Regions from separate parts of the Mus musculus genome. Here all the other regions are linked to region 5. Evidence: chromatin contacts called from public HiChIP or PLAC-seq and promoter capture Hi-C data. All regions are on one chromosome and are shown on one strand. Each heading gives the region's core, a stretch centred on a gene start, on an enhancer-like site or on the middle of the called end of the contact. The rest is flanking DNA. Distances are from core to core; before and after follow the strand shown.

Region 1 (4,199 bases), core at 133-2,632, 240 kb after region 5:
GCTGAGTTACTAAGAGTAACAGTGTATAGGAGTAGACTGATTCTCCCAGGTCTGTATTCTTTTACTTTGTTTTTAGCAGGGTCTTGAATTCTCTTTCTTCTTGTGAATTTGCAGTACAGGTCCCATACCCGTACTCTCTGTCTGTCTATTTGCTTTCTTTTCTCCACACTTTCTCTTCCTAGCACACATGACTTCCATTTGCATGGTGAGGTGATCTGTGTACAGCTTCTCTAGAACAATGGATGAAGATGGGACCCACTGTAGCGTTAAAACTCCATGCAAGATTTAGTTGAACTTTTTTGTGCTAAAGATTTATTAATTTACTCCTGACATTTTCCCAGCATAGCTGTGGGGCCATATCCCATACTTACTTAAGAAATATAACAAAATATTTGGGTAAGGCTGGTTCAGATCCTTTCTGATATTTTTTGATGTCAGAGAGGTTTCCAAAGCAACAGAATTGTTCATCTAGGTGTATATCTATTTGAAATTGCTTTGGTCTAGGTTTATGTATTTATAAAGTAGTTAAAAATGAAACAGGACTCTCCATATCTAAAGTAATGAACAAACTGAACAAGTTTTTCTTCTCCACTATGGGAGAGGGGGGATCATTTTTTTTTAAACATCTGTGTTTTCGTGTCTAATGTGCTCAGCACTTGAGTAATAAATGTTATTTGGTGATAATTTAGTTCCATTTTTTAAAAGCTGTATAAAATTTAAAAGTGGAGGTGAGATGTGTTCAATTATATTTTGTGAAAATTGAATCTGAGAAATGAAAACCCCAGACTCCATGGTGGTGGCACACACTGCAGCTGTTTTCTCTGTTTGATTTGGTCGCCTCTGGCAGAAAGCAGATTTATTGTTTGGGTCTCTCTCTAAATTCATAGTCTGATGGCTGTGTCCTTGTACTCACCAAACTGTTCTCTTCCCATTAATTAAATGGCAGCAGGCAGCCCGTAAAAGTTACAGTTGTGCCTCTGTAATGGAAACCCCGTCTCATCAGCTCGACTTGATTGTCCTGTGTTTCCTGGAGGGAGAATGAACACTTTTCTACCTTTCTCCTAAAAATCCAAACTGATTGCGCAGATTTGATAGTTGCTAACTCTATTTTTCCCCTTCGGAAAAATAACCACTCCTACAGAAGAGCTGATTTTGTGGTTTGGGTCTTATTGGGAGATGAAGTGATTCACTGGAATGGCTCAGGATCAACCTATAGGTGCACTGATTGGATTAATTGTGGTGTGAGAGAACGGACTCACCAGTAGATGACAGGAAGAAGAGACACCAGCAGCGTGTGGAGCATCTGTATGCCACTGCTATGTGATGCACATAAGGCACATAGCCACTTCTACCATGAAAAAATATAACAGTATGTGTGTGTCCTGGTTTCCTTCCCAACCACCCCCATTTAAGTCTTGGGGTGTAGGAGTGTCTTAATGGGGAGAATATATAGGCACTCTCTGCTTAGCAAGCACTGTTAACTACCAGGCTCTTAGATGGAAAGCAGATGTCCACCATGAGTCACATTGTTGGGACAAACAACCACAGCACAGCAAACCAATCTTGCCACTTGGACAGTCCTTCTTATCTGCTTAGGAAACTTCACAGACTGCATTCGCAGAACCAGTCTGGCCAGTCTTGTCAGCAAGCCCTTCAGAAGACAGCCCCAGGCAGCTGAGCTAACACTTCCCTCTGCAGGTTGCATTTTGCTTTTGTAAACAGTCTAAAAATGCACTGAACCCTGACTGCTGGTATGGAGGGATGGTTTTGTAAGCTGGATGATTAAAGGTCAGGCTCCACACTTGATAAAGACATTCAGATAAGAAATGTGGAGATTTCTCTGTTTTTTTGTTTTTTGTTTTTTTTAAACCCGTGTTTAAAAAAATTATAGGACTATGATTTTTTTAAATTATAGTTTATCATAATCTGTTATGCATAATTTGTGCATGCAAGATGACTGCTTCCAGAATTTTCTGACTTGATTACTGTACAGTTGAAATTGGGTCTTGTTGCCAACAACTTAAATTAGACCATGCTATTTGCTTATTGAACAATTATATCTGAGGGTGAATATTCCTAGAATATCTGGGTTCTTTCAATCACATTATTGAAGGCATGAATATGAAATTGAATTAATCAAGAAACGGAATTATAAGTTAAGGAGAGGCTACAAGATTTCTTTTGTAAAATAACACAACTACTTTAGAAACATTTAGTCAAGTAAAATAACTTTAAAATTATAGCATCTTCCTGTTTTGAATATTAATTGGCTTTTAAAATAGTCAATGAACTATCCAACTTCTGATCCTGGCCATCCAGGCAGTGTTAGACATGGATTTCCTCTTGTGGCACAGGCTTTAAGTTAGACCGGTCATTGGTTGACTACTCCCCCAAGTTCTACACCACAATTAGGCAGAGCTCATCCACAGAAGAGAGGGAAGGATTGTAGGGCCCAGAGGATACCACAAGAACAGGGCCCACAGAATCAACTAAGCAGGACATATAGAGGCTCACAGAGACTGATGCAGCATACACAGAGCCTGCATGGGTTTGCACCATGTCCTCTGCATATATGTTATGATTATGTAGTTTGGTACTTGTGGTGGTTTGAATATGCTTGGCCCAGGGAGTGGCACTATTGGGGGGAGGTGATCTTATTGGAATCGGTGTGACCTTGGAGGAAGTATGTCACTGTGGGCATGGGCTTGAAGATCCTTTTCCTAGCTACCTGGAAGTTAGGAGCAAGATGTAGAACTCTTAGCTCCTCCTGTGCTAGGCATGCCTGAAAACTGCTGTGCTCCTACCTTGATGATAATGGACTGAACCTCTGAACCTGTAAGCCAGTCCCAAGTAAGTGTTGTCCTTATAAGAGTTGTCTTGGTTGTGGTGTCTCTTAACAGCAGAAAAACCATAACTAAGTCAGTATTCTTGTGGGACTCCTAACACTGGGATCAGGGGTGTCTCTGATTCTTTTGAGACCCTTTTACTCCTATTGGGTTGCCTCATCCAGCCTTGACATGTGGGATTTTGTCTAGTCTTAGTGTTATAAGTGATATCCCTGGGAGATCTGCTCTTTTCTGAAGGGGAAAGGAGGAAGAATGGATCTTGGGGGAGAAAAGAGGTTGGGGGTTGAATGATGGAAGGAGTGGAGGGAGGGGAAACTGTGGGGTGCATTGTATAATTGAAGAAGAAAATAAAAGAAACCAAAAAAAAAGTCAAATGAATTTTATCAAAGGTGTTAGGTAGGTGAGCAAATAAAGGTGACAGAATGAGGAAGGAAGGTTTGAAAAAGGCCACCTTTTCCTTCCCACCCAGAGCCATGAGTGTGGTTTCCTCCTGGGTCAAAGTTCAAAGCTGCCTCAAGGCAAAGTGCCTATCATTTCCTGTTTCCTTGCATTAGAATGTCATCCAAAATCTAGGGAGGGCTACTGCTCTTAAGGAGAGAGAAAAGGAGCTGAGGGATCCGGGACTCCACTTGGGAGAGTGTCATAAAGAGCCCTACCACTGAGCCTGGTACCTGAAGCATTGAATGGCTGCGTAGCCACTAACCGGGCTTTGATCTTATGTGACATGAATATTCTTCCCTTGTTATGGGTTATATGTCACAGCTCTGGGTTGACTGACAGTGTGTTCTATGCAGACCATTTTAAATGCATTTCCTTGGGGTTTAGCTAGTAGGCACCAGTACACAACACACACACACACACACACACACACACACACACACACACACACACACACACACACACACATACACAGTCACCAGTGGCTCACTTGCTTGTGTGTATGTGTGTGTGCATATGTGTATGTATTTGTATTTGTGTGCATGTGTATATGCCTTGTATTTGCTCCTCTCTCTCACTAGCTTTTTCTTGCTCTTGCTCTTGCTTTCTTTTATTCATGGAGTAAAATTACTGTTAACATAGAGCAGCTCACAGAATCAGGCACTTAGCATTCCTTGTCACCTCCTCTTTTCATCAGAAAGCAGACATTCTCTTTGGGTAGAAAATTTCTGTAACAAGATGCATACAAGCCAACATCCCCATAAACACATCTTGTCTGCACTCCAGGATTTGTGAATAACTGAAGGCCTTTACTGTCAAATGCTGTGATAGTCACATAAGAACTGCCAGAAAAACATCAGTGTTTGACAGGGGCCTAAAGGGACTTGTTTAAAGGTGCTCATCTGTTTCTCCATG
Region 2 (3,750 bases), core at 415-2,914, 140 kb after region 5:
CAAAAACAAAAACAAGATACTGCCTTAATCCTATCAGAATAGAGGGAATCTAAAGTACTAGCAATGCCAAGTTTTTGCTGGATGTGATATGGGGCAGGACATGTGCTCATTCTCAGATAGGGTGATGGAAGATGGTACAGCTGAGTCCAAAGGTAATTTCCCTTCCTCCGTGTGTTCTCTCTCTCTCTCTCTCCTTTCCTCCCTCCCTCCTTCCTCTCTCTTCCTCTCTCCCTCTCTCTTTCTCTCTCTCTCTCTCTGACTCTCTCTCTCTCTGTCTATCTCTCTGGAGATAGGGTCTCTTGAACTCGATATATAGCCAAGGAGATGATGTTTAACTTCTTGTCCCCTTGTCCCCACTGCCAAGTGCTAGGATTACAGACATATATTGCTATCCTTTTTTAATTTGCCAGGATTTTAATAAAAGCAAACACAGTCTGAATCAGTAACTGTGATCTTGATGTCCTTAGTATACAAACATGTTAATGATGTTCCTAGCCCCAAACTTGCTTTTGATTGTTCACAGCACATAATTCATAATTATCAAAATTGGAAGCATACAAATTGTTCTTCAGTATGAGAGTGGATAAACAAGTTGTGACATACTTCTTCAGTAGAATATTAGTTAGTGATAAAAAGAATTAAATCTGTAACCCTATTACTTGCCAAACGTCAATGAGCCCTGAAATAAACTATACACATTTAAAATAATAATACATCAATATTGAAATAGCTACTGTGAAAAAGTGTATCACACTAATGAAAAGTAACTAACAGAATAATATGTGTGAGAAGAAGGAGCTGGTGAATGTTCAATATTTCTGTTCAATATATCCAACAATTGAAAACTGTTTTTTGGGAGAGAAAGTCCATGCAAAAAAGAATTATGAAGCCATAAAAGGATATAGAAGAAACTTAAAAACCAATACATTTGCTTAATGAAAGAAGTCAGTCTGAAAAAGCTACTTACTGTGTGACTCTGACTGAATGAAGAACAAGACTATTTGGGCTAGCATATTTGGTGTTAAGAGGGATGGTCGTGGGAACACAAGACAGTTGTTGGGCAGTGACACTAAGAGGCATTGTGAGCACATGCCCTTGCAGAGTCCATGTGTCTGCTACATTAGAGTATAGGCTTTGTCAATATGAATGGATTGACGATGGCACATCAATTGTAATGAGTGTCCCAAGCTGACGAAAAATACTTATGTTAATGAAGCCTAAGGGAGATATGTGGGAATATATGAGAGCTTTGTTGTTCCTGCCCAGTTTTCCATAAAACTACAATGTATCTAAAAGAAAAATCTGTTTTTCATTTAAAACTCAACAAAATTATATGATCCAATATCAGTTTCCTCAAATACGATTTCATTAGAATACACACACATCCACTTGGAGAACTTTGGTGACACACCTTCTCTGGCATCTCAACCATCATTATCTATAACTGTCCAAGGTCAGTCTCAGGGCCAGTGTCCTGTTTTTGATCCTGTTGGCCTGGATGGGAAGAGCCTTTCCCAGTGGGACACTTGCTGTTCTGTGGCTTTCTCTGCATTGTGTGGTTTTGTTTTTAAAATCTCCAGAGGCTGGGCTCCCCAGTAGCCAGGGTCTCCCTTCATTTCCGCTTTATATCTAGGTTGCTCAATGTTTCTCTCTGTGAGAGGGAGGCATGAACTTCCTCTTCCGTTTTTCTGTCTTCTAATTCTATTCGTCATCCCCTTCGGGGGTGCTCTAGGGAGGATGGTACAGGAAAAGCAAAGGCTAACTTGATGGACTGAACTGACTCCCTCTAAGAAGGGCCTAACTTGCAATGAGGGCAGGGACTGATGTAAAATCTGTTAGTGGCATTGAAAGATACAGAAATGTCTGCAGCTTGAAGGGATGAGATTTTATTATTGGCTTGGGTCAGATGCTAATAGGCAGAGGCCTCTGAAACCCTCTCCAGATTATTAGTGTCTTAATGAGTGGAGAGTCCTGGGAGTAATAGCAGACAGCAGAGGTATGAACCCCCTCTGCATGGGAGTGACTAAGTTGCCTTAGGCAGGCCTCACCTCACATCCCTTAAATTGTAAGATGGGAATGACCACATGCGCTTTGCATTTGGCTGCAGGGAAGGAACGGCTAACACACATGAAGCACCTTATGTGGGGCCTACCTCTGCACGTGCCGTGCCTTCCCACCTGCTTTAATATCATTTTCCCTTTTTATTTTTCTTTCAGTGCTGTGACTTGAACCTAGGGCCTTGCTCAAGGCAGGCTTCATTCCCAGCCTCTACCCCACTCCATTTATCCTTCTCAAAAGGAACAGTGTAATGTGTCCCAGTTTTTCCTTGCTTAGAAGGATATAAAAACACTTTTTGATGTCAAACTAAACGCTATTTTTTCAATTCGTTTCTGACACTTGTCCTATATCCTCTGGACATGCTTTCAAAAGCCGTTACAAAAGGTAGCAATTAAACCCCTTCTTGACTTTTCCTAGATTAAATAGTCCCAAATTACTCTGACCTACTCAAAGAGAAGCTGTGAGCATCCCTCTGAAGTGGTCCCTTACTTCTGTCAGCTGCCCTCTGCCTGCTAGAACTGCAGGTTGCTGATCAGAATGCTCTCTCTGCCTTTTCTGTCGGATGCAGATTGTTCTAGATGATTGCCTCCCAGCCTCTTGCATGCCCTGGATAGTTCACACCTGCAGTTTTTAATGTCTTCCTTTCCGTCTATATGATTGCTTCTTAGTCCTGGCTTTTCTTTGTTTTTGTTTTGTTTTTTTTTCCAAACAAACAGGCAAATAAATATCATTGCTTTATTGCAGGCTTGATTCTTGCATTCTGGAGGTTGAGACAGGAGGATTAAGAGCTTTAATCCTGCCCTAGCGCATAGTGAGATTCTATCTATAATCAAACGAATCAATAAATACATCTTCATTAAGATCGAGGTCTCTGGAACTGGGCTTCTAGGCTGTGACTCCTATGTAATCCACTTAGCAACAGTGTCCTACCCTATATTTCCTCATTTTTCTGAAACTTAGTTTCTTCACCTGTTAAATGGGATGAGCACAGAATCTCCTGTAAAGATCTAGAGATTTAATGTGCTGCTAGATATAATGTTCTCTGCAGCATGGACACAGGACGCACACAACAAAGCTTAGCTCTTTAAAAATTTTTATTTTGAAATTATTTTAGACTTTCAAGAAGCTACGAAAAATACCCACACATACCCTAGGATAGCTAAGAGTGCAATCCACCACAAAATTTTAAACTTACTTAAAATAAGAGATTTTTTAAAATGATGTTTTTGTAACTTGATTGCATTGTTCTTGATTGTGAACTTTGAAGATGACACTGTTGTGTCACAATATCAAAACACTGGACCTGGATACTATGTTAGATCATCTCTAGATGATGTGTAATACCCGGCATGATAGAAGTGCTCTATTTGTTGTCACTGTAAAGTTTAGGGAGCAATTACAAGCAAAATATTTCTGTACATACTCAGTTTGGACATAGCCGCCATAGACCTAAGTATGTAATATACATAGGTTGGCAATAATGCAACTTTCCCCCCTTAAGTATTTGGCAGTCACTCTTTGGTGTATGTGAAGATGGAGAACCATTGAATCTGGAGGGCTAGCTGCACTTCCCAGATAGTATCATATGATTTGTTCTGGCCAATCAGAGTTGAGTGGTGTTGCCAAGTAATTTCCAGACTGAAACAATTGAATGATTATATTTCTTGCAGTACTCCTGGTCTCTGCTGCCTA
Region 3 (3,822 bases), core at 929-3,428, 220 kb after region 5:
AGATTAAAGACTGTTATCAGGGCCAATGCTATTTTGATTGTTAAGATTCTGTGGTTCTGGTTAGCTGGGGCTGAAGAATCAGCTGTGATTAACAAGATACCAGGACTACTAAAGTGAAAACTTTGCATTATTGGGACTATTGATGCTGGTTAATTGGAGCTAAGAAATTAGCAGTGATTATGAAGAGACCAGCATTGCTGAGGTGATATCTTCTGGGAAGTTTTTTCTGAGAGCACAGAGGCTGTGTTCCAGAGATAACCAAGGTTTTACTTCATGCTGCAGCAGGACTTGGTAATGTGTAAGAGTCACCCAGGTGGTACTGGTTTTGAAGGCATGAAGGGGTCCTTCTTAGCAGCTGAGGCCCAACACTGTGAGAGACCATGGAAGGCCATTGGTGAAGGTGCAGCCTCAGTTGCAATTGGTAGCCCAGGATGAAGGGGTCATGAAGTGTTTTGGAGATGCCAGGACCATGAGATGACCACCAAGAACAGCAAAATCAGTGGAGTACAGGCATCTGGAGCCTAGAAGACAACATGTGTGCTACAAAGGGCATGGCTAGAGAAGTGACCCAAGCACTTGGAGGAGCCCAGAAGACCATGAGTTGGATCCCAGACATTGGATGGTTGGAGTTTAATTTTTGCTTTTGATTGTGACTGTGCCCTGATATATTTTCCCTCTTGAAGAAAGAAGATATTTTATTGGAGTCCACAGTTAAGAGACTTTTGAGTTTTTAAAAGACTTTGAATTTTAAAAGATTTTGGATCTTTTAAAGGGATTGGACTTTTAATATGTAAAGACTATTGGGACTTTTAAAGTTATTTAGATCTTGGGGATGAATAAGAATATAAGGGTTGAAGCTTACTAGTAATGTGTTTGTGTGTCAAATTGACAAGGGGTCAATTGTGCTGGCTGGTTTTGTGTGTCAACTTGACACAGGCTGGAGTTATCACAGAGAAAGGAGCTTCAGTTGGGGAAAAGTCTCCATGAGATCCAGCTCAATTTTCTCAAGGCATTTTCTCAATTGGTGATCAAGGGGGGAGGTCCCCTTTTGGATGGTGCCATCTCTGGGCTGGTAGACTTGGGTTCTATAAGAGAGCAGGCTGAGCAAGCCAGGGGAAGAAAGCCAGTAAAGAACATCCCTCCATGGCCTCTGCATCAGCTCCTGCTTCCCGAAACTGCTTGAGTTCCAGTCCTGACTTCCTTTGGTGATGAACAGCAATGTAGAACTATAAGCTGAATAAACCCTTTCCTCCCCAACTGCTTCTTGGTCATGATGTTTGTGCAGGAATAGAAACCCTGACTTAGACAGTTGTATTAGGCAAGATAGTTACAAAAGAGATCAGCAAATGGGTGACTTTTGAGCAAAGCCCAAATGAAATGAGGAGAGAAGCCCTGTGGATATTTATAAGCTGAATAAACCCTTTCCTCCCCAACTGCTTCTTGGTCATGATGTTTGTGCAGGAATAGAAACCCTGACTTAGACAGTTGTATTAGGCAAGATAGTTACAAAAGAGATCAGCAAATGGGTGACTTTTGAGCAAAGCCCAAATGAAATGAGGAGAGAAGCCCTGTGGATATTTGGAAGAAGAATTGTTTAGAAAAAGAATAAGTGCATATAGCATTCTTCAGGAATTTTCACCTTTCCAGGAACAGCAGAGGGTCTGTTCGCTAAAGCAAAATTAGTAAGGGAAGATCCCAAATATATATATAAAGAGAGAGAGAGAGAGAATATGAATGTGGGAATGCAGGGTAAGGAATAAAATGGTTATTTTTCCCTCTGTACTTTTAAAATTCATTTAACTTAACATCCAAGGATCTCATGAACTTCTTGACATATCTTAACAGTGAAGGCAAAAAAGTATTTACAGAAGACTCAGATATAAGATAGCAGGCAGACTCCAGACATCTCTGCATTTATGTAAATCCCTCAGATGAGCAGTGCTGGATTCCAAGCTAAGCCCTTTTTATAGTTAGACTTGTTTAAGTTTGATGATATATTACTATGACTATAGGATTAACTCTGAGTGTTGATACTAAGGAAATTATGCTGAAGGAAAAAACAAAGCAAGAAAGAGGCAGAGAGAATCTATTAGCAAGCGGCTGAGTGCATCAGATAGGAGCTTGCATACAGAACAGAGCAAATAATACTAAGTTCTCATTGTGCCAACTCATTAGGTTGCCAAGAGAACAGCAGCGTTGGTCAGCAGTCCCCGTTGCCGTGGTGCGGTGACACCGAATACTGATTCTGTGTTAATGCCAAAGGCAAATCTATTGGATTTCAATAGTGCTGATTATCATTTATTTTTTTCCTTTCTGAAACAAAAAGCGCATGTTTAAATAGGATCTTATTCAGTGATGAAATATGTGTTCTCATGTAAGCATAAAGCAGCATGCTCTCTGGGCTTCTTACTGTCGCCCTTCTCTCCAGGGGAAGTGGAGGAATAAGTAACAGGACATTCCAGAAGACGTGTTTTTAAAAGGGGGGGCAAGTGATATTGAGGATTTTTTCTTATATAGTTTCTGTAACTTCTCCTGTGACCAGGTCACCAAGGGGATGCATGTTTGGGCAAATGTGTTTCTAGACCATTGCATTTCTAGTAGTTCCTGGCTTGAATAAGTTCTTCAAAGAGACATACCCTAGTTTAGGCAAAGGTGATGCAGGTGTCTGCATACTTAATTATGTAAACAAATGGGAAAGTTAGATCTCAGTTTCCCTGGATTTGGCTGCCTGGCAAATGTTCAGTAAGGTCTAAAAGAGAGCAGTTTGAGACCCTACCTAGTATCACCCTGCAGAGCTGTTTGAATGCCACAGATATTTCCTGCTAAGGTCATCCTTGATTTCTGTATTGGATTCTTTAGGAATTTTGCTGCATTTATTTGAATGGACTTCAGATAAATGGTCTGATTGTGAAACCCGAGTCCTTCCTGAGTTCTGGCTCTTTAGAGTGGAACTCGGGTGCAGCGGAGTTTCTCACTTCCTTTCTTCAACCTCTACCCTCTGGGCTCCCATAAGACTAACTGTCATGGTTCTTTTCTTAGTGTGTTTGTGTTCACACGTGTGTGCTATCCATGTGCACAAATGTGCATGTGGAAGCCAGAAGACAACCTGCAATGATATTTATCAGTAGCATCCACCTGTTTGAGACAAGGTATCTCAATGGCATGGAACTTGCCACTTGGTCTTGGCTGGCTTGCCAGTGAGGTCTAGTGTTCTCCAATCCCCCACAGAGATGCCCAGGGATCAACCTGATCTAGACAATCCCTCATTGAGATTCTTTCCATAAGTGATTCTATGTTATGTCAAGGTGACAAAATTGTCAAAATGACCAAATACCATTATGTATTTTACTTATTCATTGAGTTGTATGTGGAAAGGGAAATTCAACTAACTTTCTTGTGATATAATTATTTTTCCACAACATCTTCTTTCAACATAAAATTTTCATTAATTATTTGGGAATTTCACACCAAGCACCTTGATCACTCTTACTTCCCAGTCCTCCCATGTCTGCCCATTGTTATTTACCCTGCACGCGATGAAAGAAGTGAAGTTCAATTTGTATTGCCCATCTATTCTCCATAGCATCTTATAATTTCTTTAAGTATGCAGTATTTTCTTAATCCACTAAGAATATTAAATGTATTTTTAAAAATCAATATCTAATTTTTTAAAAGAATTTATATTTGGAGACCTCTTTTCTTACTTTGTACCTTCTCTACTTTATTGACATTTGAGATTCCTGTCTGTTTCCTCTCTTGTCATGCTTTAGTGTCTTGTCATTCATAAGAAAGCACTAGGAAAGCTGATTATCTGCTGTATGG
Region 4 (3,979 bases), core at 397-2,896, 130 kb after region 5:
TAAGGCTTTAGTTCTCAGACTCTATCTCCTGGTTTGAGAAGCTCTCAAGCTTCACAATTTAGGAGCATTTCTTCTCCTAGGGCCTGCACAACAGCTCTTGTTTAGACAGCAGCTAGGGAACTGAGGCTCTAGGGTGTTTTGTGCAGAACAAAACAGCTTTCACATTGCTTCAGATGTGATGTCATAGGTTTAGCAGCCCTTTGACCTTTCTTCCTGGCTTAGGTTTCTGTGTAGCGAATTAATGGGATCAGAAGGGAAGATGTTTTCTGTGGTACTTTGTGAATAAAAAATACTGCCATTAATTATTATTTAGAAAGGCATAATTTTTTCTTAAACTCTGCCTTTTGAGCACCCCTAGGCCCCATTGTGTCAGTATAAGCCTTATTAACCAAGGGTAAGCATACTACACCTTTCTCCTGCTCTCCCATTTGGACATAAAGCCTGTTACTGTTGATTGTTCTATAGTTGGTCTTCCTGAGAATGAGATTTCCTTTAAGTCAGCCATTTTCATTACTGGGTAGTGTGTCTCTTTAATGTTATTCTTTTAGAGAGGCTAGTAAAACATTTGCATTTGCTCCCATTCCTTTATTCTTTGTAAAGTCCTAAAGAGTCAGAGAGGGCTCATTAAGGAATGGACTACCATGATGGACAGCCTTTCCTTATTGCTAAACCATAAAAGATGGGGAGAAAATGGGGGCATTTGTAGTGTTTAAAACTTTCATTAAATGGTAAGTGGTGGTTTTGACTGACCTTGGAAATTACCTACATCTTTTTAGTGCTTTCATGCCAGCCTGTGGTCTACAGAAGTGTTAGTAGTCTGTTGGATTTACAAAGTATCTCCCCAGAGGCCCGGTGGTGCTCCTTTGTAATATGATTGATGGATTCACCCTGTACCTCCTGGCTTGCAGAAGTAACTTCTCAGTAACATTTCTCTTCTTCCCTTTCACTTACATAACCACTCCTCGCACTATTTAAGTTCCAGTTCTTTTGTACATTTGTATTTCTGTGGTAACTACAGCTCAAGCACTCTTCTCTGCTTCAATGTCTTCTCCTCTATTGTTTCTGTTCCTCTAGCTAATGATTTACTTTGTGGTATGATAACTTTTTGTGTGTGCTATTAAAAACCATAACCAATTAGGATAATGAGCCGGCAGAAATTAAAAATCTTACAGGACAGAAAACAGAAGGGTGTGTCTGAGGTATGGTTGAACCTAGAGACAAGTTAAGCAGTGTTGGTGGGGACAGACAACTTGGGGGAGGGTCCTTTCCTCTCTTGCCCTTCAGATGGTCTTACCTGCTTCCATTTCTGCTCAGCCCTTGGGAGTCCTGGATTCACTTTGGGCAGAAATTGGTCCAGGGGTATGTTTCTTAGCTGAAACCTGAAAGATGAGCGGATGCCCTCACATGCAAAGGCAGGGAAGGGGCCTGCAGGTGGTTCAGCACACACTAAAGCTGGGAAGCTAGGACTGAATCCTAATGTGACGATTTTTGTTTCCCAGGAACTGTCAGCTTAGGCTGGCAGCCAAGGTTTTCCTCTATCTTCCCCTCCAGCTTCCTCCTAGAAGCTGACAGAAGCCAGTGCCACTTCCTGTGGCCTGATCTAGCTTCTGCCTCCTGTTTTAAACTGATAACCTAGAGTGGAGTTGCATAAGCATCTTCTGGGTAATTAGTTAATTATCTGCACCAGGCACCTGGCTTCTGGCATGTTATACAACAATAACGATATAACGACTTCCAGTCTCTCCATGTTGTCACAAATGACAGAATGTCATCCTTCTTTATGGCCAAGTAGCTTTCCATTGTATATACAAATTCTACCCGCATATCCACTCAGCATTATGGCTATTTAGGATGATTTTATCTCCTAACTACAAATGGTGATATAATAGACATGAGAATGGGGCCCTTTTGAGAGTTGGTTCAAGTATATGCTCAATTTTGATTGACGTACTTGTTATATCTACACTATCACTCCTGTACTTTAGGCTCAGGGATCACTGTGAAAGGAGTACAAAGACTGTAGGAGACAGAGTCAGGGAGTTTGCTGTGAGAGTCTGTCTCCTAGTAATGTCAGAGGCTATAGCCATGAAGTCCATCAACATGGCAGCATAAACCTGACCTAAACAAGGACAACAAGGATTACACCAGTAGACATGCTAATGTATATGGGGGAAAGGTCATGATGTTTTAATCCTACACAAAGAACTGCAGGCAACTAAGGAATGCTGAGAGCTGAAGAAATAGCCTTCCCCAGGGAAGAGTGTATCAATTGGTTCTCCAACACCGAATGGTCTGCCCTGAAAACTTACACATACAAGGATCATAATACAGACTGAACAGGTCGTGTTTATGTATGAAAGCTTGTGTGTGTGTGTGTATGTGTGTGTGTGTAAGAAAAATTAAAAAAAAAAGAGGCCATGAATTTGAAAGACAGGAAGGGACATGGAGTACATGGGAGGGCTTAGAGGGAGAAATTGGTAACAGGTAATGATGTAATTACAGTATAATAGCAACAAATAAAATAAATACTTAAAAATTATACACAGTAAACACATAAATCAAGACACCACGTTGTACCCCTTAAATATGCAGCTGTTGTAGGTCATTGACAAAGCAATAAAGACAAAAATAGCAAGCAAATCAATAGGGATAATTTAGAGTTGACTCTTACACAAAGGGTATAGAACTTCCCTGGTTATCTTTTCTGTCAGATACAAATGACCCTTGAATGTTAGCCCTGCCCTAACAGTGAAATGCTGATTCTGAGTTGCCCATCCTCTTATTTATTTTACCTTTTAAGAACCAAGATTTGACTTTACCATCAGATCAACCCTGAAGGGCAACTGCTAGCTAGATAAGCTGCATTAGACTTAATGTGTGTGGGATAACATTAACAGTTTCTATAGGCTTATTTTCTCTTCTATGCATGCAGTCATATTAACTGTTATGCTAAGATAAAGTTTTAAATGTTTTTATTTTAAATATCAGCCTGTTGGGGAATAATCAAGACCTAACAGAAGGGAAAATGAGGCTTATGACATTATCATTGGAAAAAAAGGAATATTATCATAAACTAGGAAGAAAAGTCATAAAATAAGAGTACTATCAACTGCTTATGGTAAATAAAAAAGAATAATTGCTGCTATTAGTAAAATACTAAAATTGCTACCTCCAAATGTATAGAAGAAAGATTTTTTTTAAGGAAAGGGGATGGTTTGGTTTTTCTGTCCACCTGGACAGGAGTCCTTAGGGAAGAAAATTTCCCCGGATGCTATGAAAGTAGATGGCAGGTTCAGTAGATTGCTCTCCTGAACAAATAGCACACTAGGAATGCTGTCTCCAGGATTCCAAGTAGCTGAAGACAGTATAGGAACAAGGCATTTCATAATCAAGGAAGAAGCACAGAAAACTCTGAACAGAGTGACTCTGGTTACATATATTCAGTAGAGAATTCTACAAGAATTCTGTTAAGGTCTCAGGGGGAAGATGCCTCTATTGACTGTGTGGTTGTAACACAAGTAAACTTTAGATGCTGTGGAAAAGGAAACTAAGTGTATAAGACCTGCAAACCATGGAGCAGTGGGAAGGCTGAGTAGTAAAATTCTTGTTGCATAAACGTGAGGAGCCAAGGTCAGTGTGCAGAACCTGGGAGAACAGCCATGTGGGCAGCAGGTTGCTGGAACCATGGTACTGGAAAGTCAGAGACCATGCTGGGTGACTGCCTACCCGAACTGGTGAGCTCCAGAACAATGAGATATCATGTCTCAAAAACAAGGTAGGAACTGAGTGAGGGGGACATTCAACGGTGACCTTTCACCTTCTTGTGCACGTATACACACATGTATATATACATGCACACACAACAATTGGGTCATACGGGACCTGATAATACTTTTCAGACATAGAAGAAATAGAACTTAAAAAGGAACAAAGGATTTTTAAGAAACTTAAAAAGGACTTTAAAAGCCCCTTTCTTTGA
Region 5 (4,199 bases), core at 1,188-3,687:
TTTTGGTAGTAAATCTTAGAAACTGGTTTTAGCGAGGCTAGGTTTATGTCTATAATCCTAGTTCCCAGGAGGCCACACAAAATGTCTTCTCTTTTTGTTCCTTTTTAATTTTTTCATCCAACGCTGACCTTTACATTCATTACAGTGAATGTCTGTAATCATAGCACTCAGGAGCCCAAGGCAGGAGGATCATAGGTTGAAAGTGGTTCTTGGCTACCATGAGTTTGACATCATCCTGGACTCATGAGACTGAGTCTCTAAATAATAAAACAGAAACTACATCTAGGCTTAGTGTTCTGCCCAGCCTTTCTGGTCCTTGGCTCTAGGGCATGCATGGAAATCCATCTTTCTGCTAGTTTCACTGTTCAGTTTTGTCGGGGGCTGCCTCTCCTGATGATGGAGATAAAATGTCCACATGACAGAACTCTGTAAGAGAACTTCCTGAGCAGATAATCCACTGTAAATTTCTCTCTTGTTCACCCAGGAAAAGGTATCTTCTCTTAATGATGCTGTTACTTAGTTTAATTGCGTTATCACTTTCTCAATTCAATTATTTTTCATATACTATTGAAGCTATTAAAAACAGAAGGACACCGGTCCCGGAAAACTGGCTTTCAATTGGCATGCAGTGACACACTGGCATATGCGTTGGTATCTCCTGCAATACCCCAGAGCCAATATCCAAGTGGGAGACGTTCGAAAGTGGTGACCTGATGCACCTCCACATGCTAAACACCCATAAAGGAACCACAGTCGACCCTTAAGTGGTCCCCTTCTTTATTCTATTTAGAGTAATAGAGATTATTGTATCTATAAATGTGGGAAGCCACATGTGCCGTTGCAGAGTGGCGCTGGCTACTGCTGGCCACCATGCATAAGTTTGGACAAACAACCAATGTGTACATATGCAGTAAAGTTTTTTGCCAAGATACTGCCTGGCCCGGGCATGATAATGAGGTTTTGAGAGTATAGCCAATCAGATGTGAGACATGCAAATGAGGTATGATAATGAGACTCTGTGAGGTACTAAGAGAGAGTAACCAATCAGATGAGGAACATGCAAATGAGGTATAGTGCATAACCAATCTGGGTGTGAGACACGCCTCTCCTAGGCCTATATAAGCAGCACAAGTTCTGGGCTTGGGGTCTCTTTGCTTCTGCAATCAAGCTCTCCCAATAAACGTGTGCAGAAGGATCCTGTTGCAGCGTCATTCTTGCTGGTTGAGTCGGGCGCACGCAAGATATAAAGTATGTTCTCTATCTTTCACATAGCCTGCAGGGCATGTCTGTGCTGGGGCCATGGCATACTCAGAATTTCTAGCCCATTTTTCCAAACTAAAACCTATGTATAACTTTATTACATGATTCTGGAGACACCATTGAGTAAAGAGATGAGAGCTACTTCAGTAGGTGAAAGCAATCAGAACTAGAAGAACCTATCAGTAGATGAAGACAGGAATGCTTTAGTGGCAGTTAGGACAAAAGCTCTGAAGAAGTTGCCCGACTACCTACTAAGTGTGAAATCAAAAAACCCTGACTTCCACCTAGTGACGTCCATCTGCAAATGGAAATTGCCATATGATTGCCTTTTGAGGATGCTAGGAGCTAATCTGTGAGAAATAACTGATGTCCACATATGTACGTGCATATCTATGCAGTGTTAACTCTTTGTTATCTTCCTATCATGCAGTACTTTGATGCAGCTAGAAAAATTACACTGTATGTTTTGTGATTTGGCAAACACGGATTCTTCTATTTTTCCACGAATCTCAGCTGAGTTGATGTAGGGATGTGGCCGCTAGAGGTCCTTACAGACATCGCTTAGCCACAGTTGGGGCTGAAGGGTTAAAGGGGTTTCTGATCTTTTGTAAATAAAAGCTTCTTACTGAAGGCCTTATTACTACAACTCAGGGCACCCAAAACAGTGACTATCTTATTAATTCTCTCAAGTAGAGTGTAAGAAGTTTTGGAGGCAAGCCATTAGGACAGTCCTAGCAGCGCAAATGCCTCGGGGATGAGTTGGGGAGTGGGGACGAACTTGTAGGATAGATGCCCCCTCTCTGTTGGGGCGCAACTTCCAACAGTGCCCTAGTCTCTATCGCCAACTTCTCTGATGTTGGTGATCAATCACACTTGAAGTCTCTACGGTACAGGAGACCCTGCTCTCCACTCATGCTCCCTGCAGTGACAGTCTCTCAACCAGGGCACCCTGCTCTGCTCGGACCTGGAGCGGGGACGCACTGCAGACTGGCCCTGGAGGAATTAGATGACTGCAGCCATACACGACCCCAGCCCTGAGGCCCACGCTACCCCCACCTCTCAGCTCTCGGCTCCTCGGGCTCCCACTCGGAGGCCGGCGCTGTGCTTGGCCGCTGTTCAGCCCGCGCTCCCCGCTTTCCCCCTCCCCCTACTGCTCCGGGTCCCTGGAGGCTCAGCGGCTGTTGGAACTGGAGGTGGAGCCGAGCCCAGGGCCGCCTCGCAGGAGGGAAAGTTCAGCGGCAGCAGGGGAGCAGCGTAGCCGAGGGATCCGGCTCCGCTGTCTGCAGTGTTGCCTGGGGTAAGTCGGGGTCCCTACCCTGAGGGCTGGACGGGTGTGGCCCGCTATGTGCGGGCGTGTCGCTGCCGTTTTCCAGTCCGCGCCACTGCCCCCGACCTCGACCTCAGGGTGGCTCTCTGTCAGCCGGGAGGACGCCTGCACCGCTGGCTTCCAGAGACCACTGCTGTCCTAGGGCTGAGGACTCCGGAATCACTGCCCTCTGTAGCCCTTGCGAGGCGCGTGGAGGGATCGGTGTCTCTAGGTGGACGCGCGAGGGTCCCGTGCCGCACCCCACGGCCAGCTCAGCTTCTTCAGCGGTAATTGAGCCCCCAGCTGTTGGCTTACTCTCCAGAAACCCCACTTCAAAGTAGCCTTGGCATATGTGCGGGTGCCTCTAGTTTGCTGTTTTTGGATTGTATTTGCTGTGATGAAGAGGGTGGCCCGTGGGCAGCACGCTCCCCTGCATTGTGCCGCCGCGATGGTGACTCTCTGGATCCCAAGGGTCTTCACATCTGCATGTGACTGCATGCAGTTGTATGTGCCAGGGGCGGGGAGAAGCTCTTCCAGGGAATGGTCTAGGGGTGCAGTGGGGCATTCCGAGGGCTGGAGGAAAAGGAAAGCTGTGCTGGGCGAAGGCAAAGTTGTTTGTTTCCGCCACACTTCCTGCACCTGTACCCCTGTCGTCAGTGATTCTGAAGTTATGGAGGAAAAGACGTTAACACTATTGTACATATCCTCAGTGGACGCTAAAAATGAAGTAGTAATGAATGATCGGATGGCTGTATTTTGCAAAATCCATTTTTTATTCAGATTGCAACGACTTGGCACAGTTTTGACTTAAATGTCATTAAAGACAACTAACTACGATTCTATATTTATAAAGAATTTAAATATCTAGTAAACCCTAGCAATTCCACGGGGTTTATTGGATTGTGTTGACACTTTTTGTTCAAGAGAGCTCCAATTATTATGGTCCTTGAGCATTAATAAACTATGGGTTCTGCTGCGTGGAGAGAAGTCTAACAAACTTGGAAACAGAAGTGTAAGGCAGAGAGTAACTGGTTCTCTAGGCATAAAAGGTCACCTGAACACACAGAAGAGGGATTGCTGTAACAGAGGGATTATGTGTTGAGCTTCCAGAAAATATGAGATGGGCAATTCCCATTGTAGGAACCTAATACATATATGATCACTCCTCTGCATTGAATCAACTACCTAATGGATGTGTCCAATGTGCTTCACTAGGGTGAGCTCAGGAAGTGAGCTTCGTAGGGTGAAGAACAGCTATTAAAACAGCCTAAGACAAAATCATGAACGTACTTAAAGCACTGAGGTTTTCTTGTGTGATTAGTGTCTGAATAATTAGCACGGTGTAATTGTCAAGCTTGAACTTTGCAGATTGGGACACACCTGCTGTCACTCCAAATTACGAGATATTACTTTAATTTCTCTCCATCTTCTTGTCTCAGATCTCCTATATCTAGTTGCAAGCCATATTAGCGAGCTTCAAAGAAAAAAAATATCCATTGTTTAGATTCACCCATTTACATCATTGTGAGATTGTGTTTGCTGTTTCGGAGAACTGGCATCCAAGAGGTTCATCCTACTTTTTAGCTGCATGACCCAGGGCCAGTCACATATTAAATGGTTTCAAGATTCTTCA
Region 6 (3,975 bases), core at 315-2,814, 150 kb before region 5:
AAAACACCCAGGATTCGTTTCTTTCGTGCAGTTCTGCCATGATGGATTCTCTTTCCTTTGATAACAAGACATTTACAACTATACGCAGAAATAAAGGCAAGCTTTTAGCTGCAGTCATAGACTCCACTAAGACTGGAATTAGGCTGCGGATGTGCCACCTTAGAGCACCTCCAGGGGACACCACCCTCGTGGCGATTCCACCAGCAGCAACACAAGGAAACCCCAGCCTTCTTTTACGACTGAGTTCAGTCACATTTTGAGTCTGTGTTCTGTTAGCTCAATCAAGGTTCAAGTTACAAGGCTTCTCAATTGTGGGCAGGTCTCGACTTCAAGGCCATAAAGCAACTTGCTACTGACCCTAGTCTTCTCTAGGCAGAGAGCAGGCAGAGCCGTGGAGGTGGCCGCTTTTTTTTTTTTTTTCACCTAGTGTTGAAAGCGATCTCCCTTAGGCTCTAGAGAATCCCATGTGCTCTCAGCTAGCTGAGCGCCTCCCTTAGGGCGAGCCTCTCCTGGGACAGCAAGGAAAGGACACAGAGCTGAACTGGCAACCTCCAAGCCACAGGCTCCAGTCGGCTGGTGGCTGAACCTCGTTTTCTGGAGGGTAGGTTCATTTCTGGGCTTTCTTGAGTACTGAGCTAAGCCGAGCACAGGAACGCTTGCAGGACGCCAGCTTCCAGGACTCTGCGCCACGCGTTCCCGGGCGCCACCGCGCACTCCCACTTTCACTGTAGCTCACAACCCCCCGCCGAGAGCGACAGCGCCCTGTACAGTTGGAATGCACACAACGCGTCCTCCCACCTGCACCCTCGATTCACTCTTCCCGCTTCTAGAGGGGTCTGACCCGCAGTCCCAGCAAAGTTAGGGTCACTTTGGCCCGCGTGCCTTGCATTCAGCACCCCTATTCCCTATAGGGAGGTCACCACCGGTCACTACAGCTTTGCTCGGCCTCTGCGTCTCCCCATCCTAGGCTCCACACCCCACGCCCCAGCCGTTCCCTGCGATGGCAGTCGGCGGGAGAGAGCAGGAGACCGAGTGGGAACTCAGGAGAAAGGAAAAAAAAGCGGGAACCCAGAGTCGCCGTAGCGTGATGGGAGGCAGAGTCTCTCCCTTCTCCTCCTGGATTCCATTCCAGCCACCCTTCCCGGGAATTTACTGCGCCTGGGAGTCCCAGTGCATGCACGTACTTCCAACTTTCTCCCTCCCATCTTCAGATGGAGAAAAAGTGGTCCTGTCCGGGTCTGCAGGTGGGGGTAGGGGGAGTTGGCGCGAAAAACGTACCGTCTGCTGCGGCCACCCCTCCTCGGAAGGCGGTCAAACTCTGGAGCCAAACTCCCAGGACCACCAGGAGCAGGGCTTTGCTCTCCATCTCCCGGTGCACCCTTCTGCTTTGCTGCTGGAACTACGCGGCGTGGGGCAGTCAGGAGCGGGTTGAGCAGGAGGCGCAAGAGGACTGGAGCGCGGTGGAGCGCCGTAGGGCAAGTCAACCTTTAAAGGGGAGGGCAGAACAGTTACAAGGGGCAGAATTCCTCGGAGGAGGAGTAGGAGGAGAAATCGAGAGTCTGACACTGTTTCCACTGCACAGCTGTTTAAGTGACTGGAAATATGCAAATAAGACTCATCACCTATTGGCTATAAAATCATAAGTTGGGGGGAGGACTCTAAATGCACTTCCAAATATTTGAGCAAACGGTAACGAGGCTCAACGGTGCCAGCGAGAAGAAGGGGAAAGGGCAGGAAGGAAAGCTTGCTTGTTGTTTAGACTCCAGTTTGCCTACCGGGAGGAATCTGGTCCCTAGGGACCCCTATAGAGGCAGAGAGGAGGGGTTTACACTGATTTATGTTGAGTAGTCTACGATCCGTTTTCTAAGGGGAAGAAGTTTTGCTCTTAAACAGCGTGTACCTAACACTTTCACACTCACACACATACAACCTTTTGATAAATCTTTGTTAAACTTGAGAGATCCTTTCAAACGCACACCCTCCCCCACCCACCCACAGGTCCCCACGCGCCAAAGGGACCTTAGGACACATATTGCTCAGCGCATGGTGCCTGCACGGTCTGCTTTGTATCTTGGCAATATGGGTCTCCTTCTGTAGTAGAAGAAAAGACCCACTTGCTTTAACTAGTTTCTAATTTTTGCCTTATGTAAATTGTACTCGATCCTTTAATTCAGCAAGAAACTCAAGAATAACATCTATTTTCAGAGGCAGAAAGTCATGGTCAAACATTTTAAGCTATCCTGGATTTTCAGTGGGAGAGGCCATGCCAAATGACCATTCCAAACCTACAAAGACAGTCCATAGATTAGTGATGTTCCAGGGCGAGGGGATATGGGGTGCTAGGAGTGTGGGGGCAGGGTGAGGAGCATGATAGAAATATTCCAAATTCCATTATGCTTATCATTGTTCAGCTATGTTGATGCGTTGATATTAAATTGTACTTTGCAAGGGTGAATACTGAGCTTTTGCAAAGTGGACTAGCACATGTTTGTAGAAAAGCAAGAAAAATAAAAGCACATCATATACTGTGCTCATCTGCAAGTATCTTTTTAAATGAAAAGGGTGCTGATTAGCTAGAAAAAAAAACCAATAAACATTAAATTCCCCACCTTAATGCTGAGAAACCACCTCAAAAAATTAGTTCTCTTTACTGATCTCAATATTTTTAGGATGGTTCCCTCTCTCTCTACACACACACACACACACCCTTGGAGGTTAAGGGGATCAAAAACTATATACTTTAATATAAGCCCGCTTTTTAAATTTCTCACAACTATCAGATAAAAGCCAAACATGCTGTTGTGTAGATGAATTCCAGCCAGATGTCTCGCCATCTCATCTTGCACTGCAATCGCTAAGCAATGCATCATCCACGTTCATTACTGGCTCCAACGCATGTGGTGGATCTTGAAAGTTGGCAAGAGCGAAACCCCACTGAACAACTTTGGAAATGGCAGAGATACTCCAGGGCACATAACTAGAATATGGCCAACCTCTGAAAGAAGTATATAGGAAGCTCTAATTTTAAAACATGGCAGTGGCATAAAAGACATAAAAACAGAAGTGTAGAAATGCTTTGTGTTTTATCTAGAATAGCCACACAGCCGAATTTCAAGCTTAAAAGTCATTTGATCAGACTCCAAACCGACCTGCACTGCTACCTGGAACTTTCAGAGAACTTCAAGATTTTATGAGATTAATAAAGGGGCAAAGGGGCATCTAACACAATGCATTTTAAAAATGCCTCTCCAGTTAACTGATCACAGAAAGCACTCAAGAGTCCAGAGATAAATACTTATCTATGGTTTGTTGAAGCTGCTTCTATAATATGTGAACCTGACTTATACTGGCCTATATTGTCACTTTGCATGACCAGTACGGTGCACAGATTTCCAAGAAGAACTAACACGGAATTCAGACACGCTGGCCTCTCTCCAGGGGACAAGTGGTGGGCAGGTAGGTGTGGCAGCCACACTTGTTCATGATTGGTTGTGCTGGCCTTAGTCAGGTGCCCCAGTTCTCCCCGCAGACGCTCACATGAGCTCCAGGTCAGGCTCCTGTGAGCTTCTGACAAGTCTGATGCCCAGACTTCCACAAGGTTATTTGGCCATGCATAGCTTGAGGCTTGGCTTTTTCTGAAATTGACTTTTTCTTTGTAATAGACAAAAAAAAAAAAAAAAAAAAGGTTATGTTTGAACAATCTGAGCATTTTCAAATGTTAAAAAAAAAAGTACCCTTAGGGTAGGGCACTTTGGTATCTGCTATAGTTAAAATCGATTTAAGTACAAAACCAAATATGTATCGCTTACGAAACACTCACTTTCCTACTTTCCTGATGTTAAGTGATAGGTCACTTCTCCACCACTGAAATGAGCCAGTTCAAGCCAGATTAGATTGTGCTCAAGGAAGATTTATTGGGAAGTTGCTCTTAGGTGAGTTCACAGGCCCAAAGGATTGAGGCCAGGGGAGTCGCCA
Region 7 (4,268 bases), core at 69-2,568, 200 kb after region 5:
TTAGGGATTCAGGTACTTTTACTGTAGCTTAATCACCCCAGAAGCTATGTGAGCATTGCAAGACTAGAAGAGATGGGTCATTTAGAATTTTTTTAATAGAAAGACTATATTACCCAGGCAGTGGTGGTGCATGCCTTTAATCCCAGCACTTGAGAGGCAGAGGCAGGCAGATTTCTGAATTCGGGGCCAGCCTGGTCTACAGAGTGAGTTCCAAGACAGCCAGGGCTACATAGAGAAACCCTGTCTCGAAAACAAACAAGCAAACAAACAAAGACCATGTTAATCTGGTCAAAATAGACTTGATCTTAACCAAAAGGCAGAGACATAACAGATAACCAAAAGAACATAGAGGGTAGGTAGTTCACTCTAATGTGAAAGGCACTGGGATGATAAACATCTTTCTCCTGGGTGAAACGGCTGATTATAAATATAGGAAGGGTCTCAGGAAGTTCCTGCATGTGACATGTACTTTTTTCATTGGATTATCACAGCCCTTGCTGCTGACCACAGCTGACCCAGATCACATAACAGGGCTGGGACCTTGAGAGACATAAAAGTAATTATGATAAATTTTTACTCTAAATACCAGGGGCCAAGTGTCTGCCTAGGAGAGCAGAATTTGACAGTGGTGTCTGTAGCCTATGTGTTGTGTTGTGCCTCTGTCAGGAGTGGCCTCTGCATGCTGCCCAGCTGCCCTTGAAGGTGATATTTGACCCAGAAGCAGGTCCCAGCCTTCTGCCGAGTGGGGGAAGCAAGCTAGCATACTGGCATCAGTTTCTCCACTCTCCCATTCAGTGCAGCCACACCTACAGGGTCCATTTAGCTTGTACTCCACAGAGCTCTGTATTTCACATTTGAACTGTGGCAAGGGGTTGGGTAACTGTTTGCTAGGAGGTGGTACTAACAGCCTCGCTTAGTCCTGAGCTATGAGTGCTCCAGAGGACCTGGGAGTCTCCTCAGTCACCGCTCTCATTTTCTAGTTAAAGCAATAGCTAAACTACACACTGTTTCTCACTTAGTCAGATGTCTGGGAAGTGGCAGATCCTGGCCCCACACCCATTCCATGTCTTTTAAATTCAGTGGCGGTGTGTTCCACTTGATTTAGTACGGCCACTGCCTACCGCAGAAGCCTCACAGACGCAACAGGATATCCAGTGTTGCTAACTGCATCCTAAGGTTACTTCCCACTGCTGTGACAGATGCCTGACAAGAAGCAAGTTAAGGCAAGAGCATTTATGTTGTCCTACAGTTGGAGGGTCCAGTCTATCAGCATCTCAGCAGGCATATGAGGCAGCCAGTCATACCATATCTGCAGTCAGCAAACAGAGAGAGGAATGCTCAGGTTGCTTTGTGGGTGTGGGTGTGGCTTGGAGCAGGGGTAGGGTAGGGTAGAGGGTGGTTATTTGTGCAGATGTATTCTCCTATCTCATGTGAGCCTCTCTTGGCCTGGAGCTCACTGATTCCTTAGCCAGTGAACCCTAGGGATTCTCCTACTCTAAGCTAGGATTACAAGCATCTTATACTAAGCATCAGGCTAAGGTCCCTAGCCTGTGAGGCAAATACTTAACTGAGCTGTCTCTGTCACTCAACTTCCTTCTTATTCAGTCCTGGACCCCAGTCCACAGGGTCCTGTCTACACTCAGGGTGACTTGTTACTCATTAGTTAATCCTCTCTGGAAACACCTTCACAGATACGCCCAGAGATGTGTCTCGATGGTGATTCTTTATCTAGTCATGTTTCCAGTGAAAATTAGGCATCATGCTACTGCCATTTCATCCCACCCCCAGCCCTAAGAGTAGAACTGGTGTGCAGTTCCATCAGGCTGGTGACAACTCCTAAACGTTGTCAGGTGAAAAGGATATACAACTCGGCCAAATGTTTTTCTAGTTAATAATAAAAGGAAATCTGAGTCAGAGGAGGTGATGGACTTTTTCTTAACAGACCAATCTTTGTGAGTAAATGTTGACCCTCTCTCTTTTCCACCAGGAGTTATAGAAGTTAACAGAGTTTGGATGGCTGCAAGCTTTTGACCTAAGTAAGCGTGGATGTTCATATAGTTCATGGGACCTGTAGGGAGGGAGTCTATTCTATGTTCTCTTATTGGATGTCAACTTAGAGGCTGTGTTTTCTGGCTTGCTCCAGTGTGAATATATCATAGAGAGGAGGGCTGATGAGAGCAGTTATGGTTATTATGAATTGTAGAGGAAAAAGCCCAAATGCATGGCTTCTGAGAGATCCACAGATGACATCCCACTCATGGACAAGTGCTGGCCGTTTTTGGTCAGACTAGCTTGCACGCTTATCAGGTTAGATAGAAGGATTCTTTTATCAAAGTGGAGGTGCTTCTTGCTACCAATCAGGAGTGTGCTGCAAGGTGGTGATGAGAGATCGTCAGAACTCAAAGTAGCTGCTTAGGACTGGGAGTCTTTTTTTTTTTCTTCCATTTTTTATTAGGTATTTAGCTCATTTACATTTCCAATGCTATACCAAAAGTCCCCCATACCCACCCACCCCCACTCCCCTACCCACCCACTCCCCCTTTTTGGCCCTGGCGTTCCCCTGTACTGGGGCATATAAAGTTTGCGTGTCCAATGGGCCTCTCTTTCCAGTGATGGCTGACTAGGCCATCTTTTACGTTAGGACTTGTTGGGTCCCTTTCTGTATCAGCTTTGATGACCAATGACAGACAGGGACAGTCTTACCAGGCGAAGTCATGGTCAGTCAGATCGAAGAATGGGACACAAGAAAGTGACTACCAATACCTGAGATTGGAATCCTTCTAGGCTTGGCTCTTCTCCACCATTAGCAAAGAAAGGGAAGTGTTCTTCCTTTTTCTCTGCTCAACTCCCTTTTTCTATCTGAGCCATTAGCTCACTAGCTTGAGATCCTCATAAAACAGAAGTGAATGGTCATGGGCATGACATTGATATATAGTCCCTTTTAAAAGAAAAAATATAATTGTATTTATGTGTATGTGTCTCAGTGACTAATATACTATAGGTTTGCTGGTGTCTATGGATCCGGAAAAGGCATCATTGGATCCCTTGGAGCTGGGATTCATAGGTGGTTGTGAGTGACTTGACATGGGTAATTGGTACTAAAATGGGTCCTATGAAAAGACAGGAAGGACACTTTATCCCTTAGCCATCTCCCCAGAACCCAGGGTTCTTTTATTCTTCTTATTTACTTAAAAATACCTTTATTTTTTTAATTAAAACATAATTAGCTCATTTCTTCATTTCCAGTTCTTCATCTACCTCTTCCCATATACCTTCCCTTGTTTCCTCTTGAATTAATGGCCAGTTTTCATTCATTCATTCATTCATTCATTCATTCGTGTGTGTGTCTGTGTGTATTCCTGTTATTGGATAACCAATTAGGAACTGATCCCTGGGGAAGATTATTTTTCCCATTCCTAGCATTCCTAATTTACCTGTAGGTTTGTTTTTTGTTTTTTTCTTATTTTTTTTTTAATCTAGTGTTGGGGCCCCATAAGATTTCTACTTCCATGTTAGCATGTCTGTTGGTGTTGTATCTATTTGGGTCTTTTTTAAAGGAGCCATGTTGTTAAGGCATGAGTGAAGCCCCCCCCCCCCCGGCATTTTTTGAGCACAGAGTCCCTGGTTCTTATAAAATCTTTTTGTTCTTAAATTTTTCCCATCACACAAATAAAATATAATGAACTTCCATGAACCTGTCACCTAGCCTCAGTGAATAAAAACACTTTGCCCGTCATATTTTGTCTGCCCCTTTCAAATTCTGGTTTATTACAAATAATTAAAATTTAATAAAATATTTTATTATTTAAATAACTGATTTAAATATCTGGGCTTGCTCACTCCGTAGCCCAGATGGCTTCAAAATCAAAGTGAGCTTCACCTACCTCCTCTCCGTTGCTGTCTTCCAGATGCTGAGACGCAGGCCTGTGCCAGTATCGCTGGCTATTTAAAAACTTTTGTAGAAATACTTTAAGGCACCTATCAGGCATTATGCCATTTCACATATAAACTGCCTTAGGCATTTCTAATTGAAAAAGACTTTTATTTGCGAATCCATTATGGCATTATTGTTCCCAAGTATATTGGTTCATCATATCATGCAGTACCTAATCCATATTCAAATTTCCCCAGTGGCTTCTAAGGTATCTTTTATTGTTTCTTTTCAAATTTGTATGTGAATACAGCCCTCATTTTACATTTATTATTGTATCTTGTAACTTTATTTTATTATGCATTCAGTCCTTTATTCCTCTTTCTTTCTGATGGCA

What was found. Promoter capture Hi-C pulls out the DNA fragments that hold promoters and counts their contacts. HiChIP or PLAC-seq counts read pairs in DNA pulled down with a chosen protein or histone mark.
Region 1: a contact with region 5 is called in a promoter capture Hi-C map of the HPC-7 cell line, with 6 times the contacts expected there. The contact joins the enhancer-like site here to the promoter of Csgalnact1 in region 5. A contact is called at or near these places in 16 of 39 promoter capture datasets (the 3T3-L1 cell line, 3T3-L1-derived adipocytes, the HPC-7 cell line and 9 more), 2 of 15 datasets of contacts at CTCF or cohesin (the NIH/3T3 cell line and large pre-B cells), 9 of 484 Hi-C or Micro-C datasets (the Ba/F3 cell line, the CH12 cell line, cerebral cortex and 3 more), 6 of 115 datasets of contacts at active chromatin or transcription factors (embryonic stem cells, forebrain, kidney and 3 more) and 3 of 9 other capture datasets (adipose tissue, liver and pancreatic islet).
Region 2: a promoter capture Hi-C map of the HPC-7 cell line shows a contact between it and region 5, with 4 times the contacts expected there. The contact joins the enhancer-like site here to the promoter of Csgalnact1 in region 5. A contact is called at or near these places in 5 of 39 promoter capture datasets (the 3T3-L1 cell line, 3T3-L1-derived adipocytes, the HPC-7 cell line and 1 more), 2 of 115 datasets of contacts at active chromatin or transcription factors (the NIH/3T3 cell line and kidney) and 2 of 9 other capture datasets (adipose tissue and liver).
Region 3: a promoter capture Hi-C map of hippocampal neurons shows a contact between it and region 5, with 4 times the contacts expected there. The contact joins the enhancer-like site here to the promoter of Csgalnact1 in region 5. A contact is called at or near these places in 9 of 39 promoter capture datasets (the 3T3-L1 cell line, 3T3-L1-derived adipocytes, the HPC-7 cell line and 6 more), 2 of 15 datasets of contacts at CTCF or cohesin (the NIH/3T3 cell line and large pre-B cells), 2 of 484 Hi-C or Micro-C datasets (the HPC-7 cell line and cortical neurons), 9 of 115 datasets of contacts at active chromatin or transcription factors (the NIH/3T3 cell line, bone marrow-derived macrophages, embryonic stem cells and 5 more) and 3 of 9 other capture datasets (adipose tissue, embryonic stem cells and liver).
Region 4: a promoter capture Hi-C map of the HPC-7 cell line shows a contact between it and region 5, with 8 times the contacts expected there. The contact joins the enhancer-like site here to the promoter of Csgalnact1 in region 5. A contact is called at or near these places in 6 of 39 promoter capture datasets (the 3T3-L1 cell line, 3T3-L1-derived adipocytes, the HPC-7 cell line and 2 more), 4 of 484 Hi-C or Micro-C datasets (the HPC-7 cell line, astrocytes, liver and 1 more), 4 of 115 datasets of contacts at active chromatin or transcription factors (the HPC-7 cell line, forebrain, large pre-B cells and 1 more) and 2 of 9 other capture datasets (adipose tissue and liver).
Region 6: a contact with region 5 is called in a promoter capture Hi-C map of stem cell-derived epiblast-like cells, with 2.1 times the contacts expected there. The contact joins the promoter of Lpl here to the promoter of Csgalnact1 in region 5. A contact is called at or near these places in 2 of 39 promoter capture datasets (the 3T3-L1 cell line and stem cell-derived epiblast-like cells) and 1 of 484 Hi-C or Micro-C datasets (embryonic stem cells).
Region 7: an H3K4me3 HiChIP or PLAC-seq map of fetal liver shows a contact between it and region 5, with 7 times the contacts expected there. The contact joins the enhancer-like site here to the promoter of Csgalnact1 in region 5. A contact is called at or near these places in 12 of 39 promoter capture datasets (3T3-L1-derived adipocytes, the HPC-7 cell line, the SN4741 cell line and 8 more), 1 of 484 Hi-C or Micro-C datasets (the C2C12 cell line), 7 of 115 datasets of contacts at active chromatin or transcription factors (the NIH/3T3 cell line, embryonic stem cells, fetal liver and 3 more) and 3 of 9 other capture datasets (adipose tissue, embryonic stem cells and liver).

The regions. Positions count from the first base shown.
Region 1 is chr8:68,491,699-68,495,897 of GRCm38.p6, reverse strand. The region is part of intron 3 of Csgalnact1 (chondroitin sulfate N-acetylgalactosaminyltransferase 1); the gene reads left to right. Among named protein-coding and RNA genes, the nearest start is that of 1700125H03Rik, 130 kb to the right of the region's middle. Within about 2 kb of position 1,382, at least 18 of the 459 cell types and tissues checked have an H3K27ac peak or open chromatin away from gene starts, as enhancers often do. A contact at or near this core is called in the HPC-7 cell line, where this site is marked.
Region 2 is chr8:68,588,670-68,592,419 of GRCm38.p6, reverse strand. All of the region lies in intron 2 of Csgalnact1 (chondroitin sulfate N-acetylgalactosaminyltransferase 1), which reads left to right. Among named protein-coding and RNA genes, the nearest start is that of Csgalnact1, 140 kb to the left of the region's middle. Within about 2 kb of position 1,664, at least 23 of the 459 cell types and tissues checked have an H3K27ac peak or open chromatin away from gene starts, as enhancers often do. A contact at or near this core is called in the HPC-7 cell line, where this site is marked.
Region 3 is chr8:68,513,472-68,517,293 of GRCm38.p6, reverse strand. All of the region lies in intron 3 of Csgalnact1 (chondroitin sulfate N-acetylgalactosaminyltransferase 1), which reads left to right. Among named protein-coding and RNA genes, the nearest start is that of 1700125H03Rik, 150 kb to the right of the region's middle. Within about 2 kb of position 2,178, at least 29 of the 459 cell types and tissues checked have an H3K27ac peak or open chromatin away from gene starts, as enhancers often do. A contact at or near this core is called in cortical neurons, hippocampal neurons and neural progenitor cells, where this site is marked.
Region 4 is chr8:68,604,503-68,608,481 of GRCm38.p6, reverse strand. All of the region lies in intron 2 of Csgalnact1 (chondroitin sulfate N-acetylgalactosaminyltransferase 1), which reads left to right. Among named protein-coding and RNA genes, the nearest start is that of Csgalnact1, 130 kb to the left of the region's middle. Within about 2 kb of position 1,646, at least 40 of the 459 cell types and tissues checked have an H3K27ac peak or open chromatin away from gene starts, as enhancers often do. A contact at or near this core is called in the HPC-7 cell line, where this site is marked.
Region 5 is chr8:68,733,384-68,737,582 of GRCm38.p6, reverse strand. Csgalnact1 (chondroitin sulfate N-acetylgalactosaminyltransferase 1) reads left to right here and starts at 2,437. Exons shown (of 10, transcript NM_172753.5): 1 at 2,437-2,557.
Region 6 is chr8:68,878,144-68,882,118 of GRCm38.p6, reverse strand. Lpl (lipoprotein lipase) reads right to left here and starts at 1,564. Exons shown (of 10, transcript NM_008509.2): 1 at 1,279-1,564. The coding sequence starts at 1,366.
Region 7 is chr8:68,530,376-68,534,643 of GRCm38.p6, reverse strand. All of the region lies in intron 3 of Csgalnact1 (chondroitin sulfate N-acetylgalactosaminyltransferase 1), which reads left to right. Among named protein-coding and RNA genes, the nearest start is that of 1700125H03Rik, 160 kb to the right of the region's middle. Within about 2 kb of position 1,318, at least 44 of the 459 cell types and tissues checked have an H3K27ac peak or open chromatin away from gene starts, as enhancers often do. A contact at or near this core is called in the HPC-7 cell line, fetal liver and hematopoietic stem and progenitor cells, where this site is marked.